Regions from separate parts of the Mus musculus genome. Here region 1 is linked to region 2. A link is a contact called in public HiChIP or PLAC-seq data. All regions are on one chromosome and are shown on one strand. The core of a region is the stretch at or near the end of the contact, and the rest is flanking DNA. Distances in the headings are between cores, read along the strand shown. Region 1 holds the start of Ercc2 (excision repair cross-complementing rodent repair deficiency, complementation group 2). Region 2 has its middle 17 kb from the start of Ercc1.

Region 1 (3,123 bases), core at 89-2,588, 55 kb before region 2:
TAGCATGTATACACACATTGGAAATAAGTATACCTAAAAGAAAACTTTTTTTAAAAAGTTTGTGTTCAGGGCTGTTGAAATAGCTCAGCAGGTAAAGGCGATTGCTATCAAACCTAACAGCCTGAATTTGATCCCTAGAACCCACATAAAATGATAAGAAATCTGGGTGGTGTTGGCCTATGCCTTTAATCACAGCACTCAGGAGGCAGAGGCAGGTGGATCTTTTGGGACTTTGAGGCCTGCCTGGTCTATGAAACAAGTTCCAGGACAGCAAAAATCACACAGAGAAACCCTGTCTCAGAAAACACAACGAGGGACTGGAGAGATGGCTGAGCAGTTAAGAGCACTGGCTGCTTGCTCTTCCAGAGGTCCTGAGTTCAAATCCCAGCAACCACATGAAGGCTCACAACCATCTGTACAGCTACAGTGTACTCACATACATAAAACAAATAAATCTACAACAAAACAAAACCGAAATAGAAGTGGAAGGAAAAACCCAACTCCACAAAGTTGTCCTCTGACCTCCACATACGGAACCCCTTCTTCCCTCCACTATTGTCACTACCAGGAATACCTCCAGAGTTTTCCTATACATAGCCCTAGCTAGCCCGAAACTCACTATGAAACCCAGACTGTACTTCAAACTCGAGCAATCTGTCCTCAGCCACCCTGTCTCTAGAATTACAGGCATAATTGTAATTACTATCAGTCAGTTTATGCGGTGCCAGGATGGAACCCAGAGTTTCACCCCTGCTAGCTAGGCTAGCACCCTACCAACTGAGCGACATTCCTCGCCTTGTTATTTACAATTGTTGTTAGTACACGGTCTCGCTGTGTAGCCCCGGCTGGCCTCCAAAATCGCAGCGATGCTCCTGCCTGGGTCTTCCGGGTGCTGGGATAGCAAGGCCCGGGCCCCGACCAGGACGTTTGCCTGCCAGAGGCATCAGAATGCAAGGAGGGCAGCCTCGCCACCCACCTTGGCGTCCAGCGTGCGCTTGAGCTCCAGCATGTAGGAGAACTGCTCCGGGTAGATGTAGTCGTACGGGAAGTAGACCAGCAGCCCGTCCACGTTGAGCCTGGCGGCGGTGAGGCGTCGGTGCCCGGTGCTCTCGAGCCGCCTCGGCCTCCGCTCCGCCCGCCCGCCCGCCCTCGTGGCGTCTCGCCGCCAGGGACCCCGAAGCCACCCGGACCGGTCTCCGCAGCCTCTCCACGCCGCGCCCCAGCCCCGGCGACGCCCACCCGCCGCCCCATTGCCCACCGCAGAGCCGCCCGCTCTTTCAGAGACCCCATCTCACTTCATGGCGGCTGATCGCGGCGTCCACACGCCCGCTCCTGAATATTCAACGAGGGGGCGTGACCCAGAGACACACCTTCCTCGGGACGCCATTGGCCGAGTCCTCCCGTCACTCTGCCAATCGGAAAATTGGCGCGTGCGCATGGCGGTGAGAGGGCGGACTTCGGAGAGAAGTGGTGCCCGAGGCATCGCTGAGGATCGCCGAGGACTTCGAGCAGAACACAGAAAGAAGAGAGTCGAGAGAATCGATAGAGTTCATTGCTGCTTCGCTCCTCCAGGTTCTGTTCTGGTTGTCCAAGTCGTGAAAATAGTGTTTAAGAGAGAATAACAGAGAAATTGGAGACCGTCTTGATTTTTTTGTTTTTCGGGTGTTTTTTTTTGTTTTTTTGTTTGTTTTTTCGAGACAAGGTTTCTCTGTGTAGCCCTGGCTGTCCTGGAACTCACTCTGTAGTACAGGCTGGCCTCGAACTCAGAAATCCACCTGCCTCTGCTTCCCACCACTGCCCTGCCTAGCACGTGTTTTTAAGCATTTATTAATATGGGTTGGAAAGATGGCTCAGACGTTAAAGCATAGGTCACAAACAAACAAAACTTCATTAATTAAGGGCCTGGAGGAATCACTCAGTAGTTAAAAGCACTTTCTGATTTTGAAGAGGAGCAGGGTTCCCAGCCGCCCCACTCTCCACTCCCACCCCCCAAATCAGGCAGCTTATGATCGATCACCTTTAGGGCTAGCTCCATGGAATCCAATACCTCTGGCCTGTGGAAGGAAGAGGAAACCTGCAGAATTTGGTTCAGTCCTTTCCTTCCACTATGTGTGGGAATCGAACTCAGGTCAAAAGGCCTGTACCTCATGAGCCATCTCATGAGGTACAGGCCTCAGTAGACAGTCGTACTATGTAACCCAAGCTGGTCCGGAGCTCACTCTATAGCCTGGGTGGCTGGCCCCAGCTTGTGGCTAACCCACCTGAGGGCTGGACAATGCTGTCAGTTATTTCATATCTCTGGATTCTTGCTCAAATATCACCTTTTAGTCCTTCCTCCCTTCATTTCATCCTTTCTTTTCTTTCTTTTTTTTTTTAAGATTTATTTGTTATATATAAGTACATTGTAGCTGTTTTCAGATATACCAGAAGGGGGTATCCAATCTCATTACTGATGGTTGTGAGCCACCATGTGGTTGCTGGGATTTGAATTCAGGACCTTTGGAAGAGCAGTCAGTGCTCTTAATCACTGAGCTCCAGTCCCTTTTCTTTTTGAGAGAGTCTTTCTACTTAGTTCTGACACTGTCCTAGATCTCACACTATAAACAAGGTTGGCCTTGAACTCACAGAGACCTGCCTGCCTCTGCCTCCGGAGTGAGTGCTGAGATTAAAGGTGCATACCATAATGTCTGGCTATTTTCTTTCTTTCTTTCTTTCTTTCTTTCTTTCTTTCTTTCTTTCTTTCCTCTTTTTGGTTTGGTTTTTCAAGACAGGGTTTCTCTGTGTAGTCCTGGCTGTCCTGGCACTCACTTTGTAGACCAGGCTGGCCTCGAACTCAGAAATCCACCGGCCTCTGCCTCCCGAGTGCTGGGATTAAAGGCGTGTGCCACCACGCCCGGCTTCCTTTCTTCCTTTTTTAAAGATGTATTTATTATTATACTAAGTACACTGTAGCTGTCTTCAGATGCACCAGACGAGGGTGTCAGATCTCATTACAGATGGTTGTGAGCCACCATGTGGTTGCTGGAATTTGAACTCAGGACCTTCAGAAGAGCAGTCGGTGCTCTTAACCACTGAGCCATCTCTCCAGCCCCCTTTCTTTCTTTTTGAATTAACTATTTTATT
Region 2 (3,288 bases), core at 744-3,243:
TATAAGCAGGAAGCCTTGAATTCGATCCCCAGACCACACTTTAAAACGCCAGACATGTACTGGAGAGACTGCTCAGTGGTTATTGACCACTCTTGTAGAGAACACAGGTTCGATTCCCAGCACCCACATGGTAGTTCCCAACTACCCGTAACTCCAGCTCTAGCAGGTCTGATGGCCTCACCTAACCTCTTCTGGTAACGACCACACACGTGTGTATACATACATGTAGGCAAAAAGCTCACACTTAAAACGAAACGAGTGAATCTTTTAAAAATAACATTAAATATAAAAGACAGCCCAGGGCCGGGCGTGGTAGTGCACGCCTTTAATCCCAGCACTTGGGAGGCAGAGGTAGGCGGATTTCTGAGTTCGAGGCCAGCCTGGTCTACAAAGGACCAGGACAGTCAGGGCTACACAGAGAAACCCTGTCTCGAAACAAGCAAGCAAACAAGCAAGCAAGCAAGCAAGCAAACAAACAAAAAGACAGCCCAGGCAAGGGGGCTGCAGAAATAGAAAATTCTCACTCTTACAGAGGACCAGGGTTGTGTTACAATCCCCCCATGACTGCTCAGAACTGTTATTCCAGGCTGAGAATCTGATGCCCTCTTCTGGCCTCTTTCAGTACTACACACATGTGGTATACATACATTCAAAGCATTCATATGCATAGCAATACTTACTTAATTAATTAATTAATGCCAGCTTCAAATTCCATCACTGTGGGGGTAGAATCAGGTGGAACCCTGGAGCTGGGGGTGGGTCAGCCTCATTTGTTTATCTAACTGCAGGCCAGTGAGAGACCCTATCTAAAAGACAAAGTAGGCTGGCACCTGAGGAATGGTACTGGATGCTATGCTATGGCTTCTACATTCATATACACACGTGTGCATGTGTGTGTGCACATAGAAGTGCACATATGTTCACACTCATATGTATGTGTGTGTGTGTGTGTGTGTGTGTGTGTGTGTGTGCACGCGCGCACGCGCCACTGAAAAGTGGCTATGATCAAAGCAAGACTCAAGTTAGGGCACAAAGTACGGCTCCTGAGAGGATCTTCTGTAACCTTCCCGTAGGAGACTCCGGAAGACTCCCTTTGGGAGAATATGATGCTACTACAGTGTCAGTGCCTACCTACTGCGGCCCTGAGGCACCCAGAAATGCTTAGAGCAGGAGAATGAAGTTATTAAATGACATCTGAGGGACACACTGAGGTGCCAGCAGGCCAGCTGTATGAGATCAGAGTGATTCGCCACCTGCAGGCATCGATAGTCACACCCTGGGGTGCAGATGAGGACAGGAGGAAGTCCAGGAACACATTAGCTGGCAGATGAGTAGCTTGTCCCCAGCCCCAAGGAAGGGTCTCTCAGAGAGCTAATGGGAAGGTCTACCGCTGGAGGCTGGGTCTGGAGAAGGTTTACCTGGAGTCATTGACAATAGGATAGAGTTAGCTAAAGGAATTCTGGATTCCTGGGCCAGGGTTTTGGTGACCGCTGGATAGCTTCCACGGTAGGCAGTAACGGGGACAGACTAGGTACTCAATGTATTTGTTATCATTTCCAGAAGTCCCAGGCTGGCTTTGAACTTGAGACAATCTCCCTGCTTCAGCCTCCAGAGAGCCGGGTTTACAAGCCATGGACCACCACATCTGGCTTCAATCCACAATAAATAAATGTGTGGCAAAAAAGCAACCAGCACTCTGTGGGAATTAGCTCACGATCTGGGACTCAGTTTACCCACCTGACTGATAGCCACTGCCATGAGGATGAGTACCTCCCAGAGGGACATCGCTAAGCCACGAGTCCACTTGGGCCTCAGATAAGGGCCTGGATTCTCTCTCCATTGGGAGGTGCTTGAGCAAGAAAAAGCCGTTCCCGCCTGGCTGTGACCCGCCCACGATGACGTAATGAGTCATCAGCGGGGATCCCGACTTAGGCCCCTCCTTGGAGATGAAGGAGGAGACTAACCCGGGATCGGTGGCCCGGCAGGGTTACATAAGCAGTACTCCTGTCCCTCGGGACGTCGCCGGACGTCCTGGCCGGGTTGGGGACAATGGACAGGGAGGGGCTGTCCCTCCTGGCGCCTGAAAGTAACCAGTCTCCCCTTTCTGATTCACCCGCGTTTCCGGCTCTTTGCAACCTTCCCAGGAAAGGATTTTGGTGTCCCTAAGTTCCACTTACGATCCTATACCCTACAATTCAGCTCCTCACACGCCCTGTAAATACATATTCTCTACTAAGCCCCCAGGTCCTACCTTTACAACATCTCTTGCAGTTCCAGATCCCCCTAAATTTCTAGTCCCCACATTCCTTTTTGGTCCAGCCATCCTTAGCCTGTCTTTCAGCACTCCCAAACTGCGCAGACCTCCCACTTGACCTTTCCTAATGTCCTCCTACATCTCTGAATCTTTCCCAAACTCCTTTCTCTTCCCTCCAACCGACCCTTAGAAATACTCCTAGCTCCTATTCCCAGGTTCCTCCTGTCTCCTTGAAACAGTCCCAATGGCCCTATCTTGTCGTAGTCCCCTTATATATTCTCCCATTTCTGCTTTCCCAAGTCAAACGACTCTCCGGGTACCAGCCCGGCACTAGGTGACCCTGCACCCCTCCCGACGCGCTCCCACGCTGAGCCGGGATTCCCAGGGCCGAGCTCCTGTTGGTGGCCCAGAGACCCAATTTGCAGCTGCAAAACATTGGTCTCTAAGGCAACAAGCCCCGCCCTGGGGCGGGTCCTGTGGGAACCCCGCAGCCAGGGCAAGGGGAGGGTGCTTGCAAACAGGCTGGACTGGGACCTGAGCCCAGGACGCAAGGAACAGGGGTCACCGCCATTCCCCCCCCCCCCCCCGCCGCAGCGCCCCCACCCTCACCCCCGAGTCCTGGCGTACACACAGACTCAGACACTGGGACACAACAGGGCCAAACAGACCTCGGGATCCTGGAGCCAAACAAAACAAAACAAAAAACAAAAACAAAAAGTAAATAAATAAAATGAACAAATAAAAACCTTAAGGGATTGGAGTCTTCAGCCCCCAGGAACTATCAGGGATGAAGAGATAAGACAGAGGCCTCTCCACTAGAAGAGCAAGAACCAACCCCAGGAATAGACACCAAGATAGTGCTATTAAACATGCAGGGACGCCCCTGATATCAGGATAATCTTTTTTTTTCCCCTTCACTGGGGACTTCAAGCCCTGTTTCTGGGACTTCCCCATCGCCTCATCTCGGTTTCACATCTGTAAACGTGGGGAACCTTCATACGAAGGCCTTAGGGCAATGTCGCTGTGGTCACGAT

Evidence for each region. HiChIP or PLAC-seq counts read pairs in DNA pulled down with a chosen protein or histone mark.
Region 1: a contact with region 2 is called in an RNA polymerase II HiChIP or PLAC-seq map of embryonic stem cells, with 16 read pairs. The contact joins the promoter of Ercc2 here to the enhancer-like site in region 2. A contact is called at or near these places in 5 of 115 datasets of contacts at active chromatin or transcription factors (the SCID.adh cell line, embryonic stem cells and pancreatic cancer cells) and 3 of 9 other capture datasets (adipose tissue, liver and pancreatic islet).

Annotation. Positions count from the first base shown.
Region 1 is chr7:19,380,232-19,383,354 of GRCm38.p6, reverse strand. It overlaps Ercc2 (excision repair cross-complementing rodent repair deficiency, complementation group 2), which reads right to left and starts at 1,338. Exons shown (of 23, transcript NM_007949.5): 1 at 1,296-1,338; 2 at 977-1,076. The coding sequence starts at 1,300.
Region 2 is chr7:19,325,971-19,329,258 of GRCm38.p6, reverse strand. No RefSeq gene overlaps it. Among named protein-coding and RNA genes, the nearest start is that of Ercc1, 17 kb to the left of the region's middle. Within about 2 kb of position 1,993, at least 320 of the 459 cell types and tissues checked have an H3K27ac peak or open chromatin away from gene starts, as enhancers often do. A contact at or near this core is called in adipose tissue, embryonic stem cells, liver and 2 more, where this site is marked.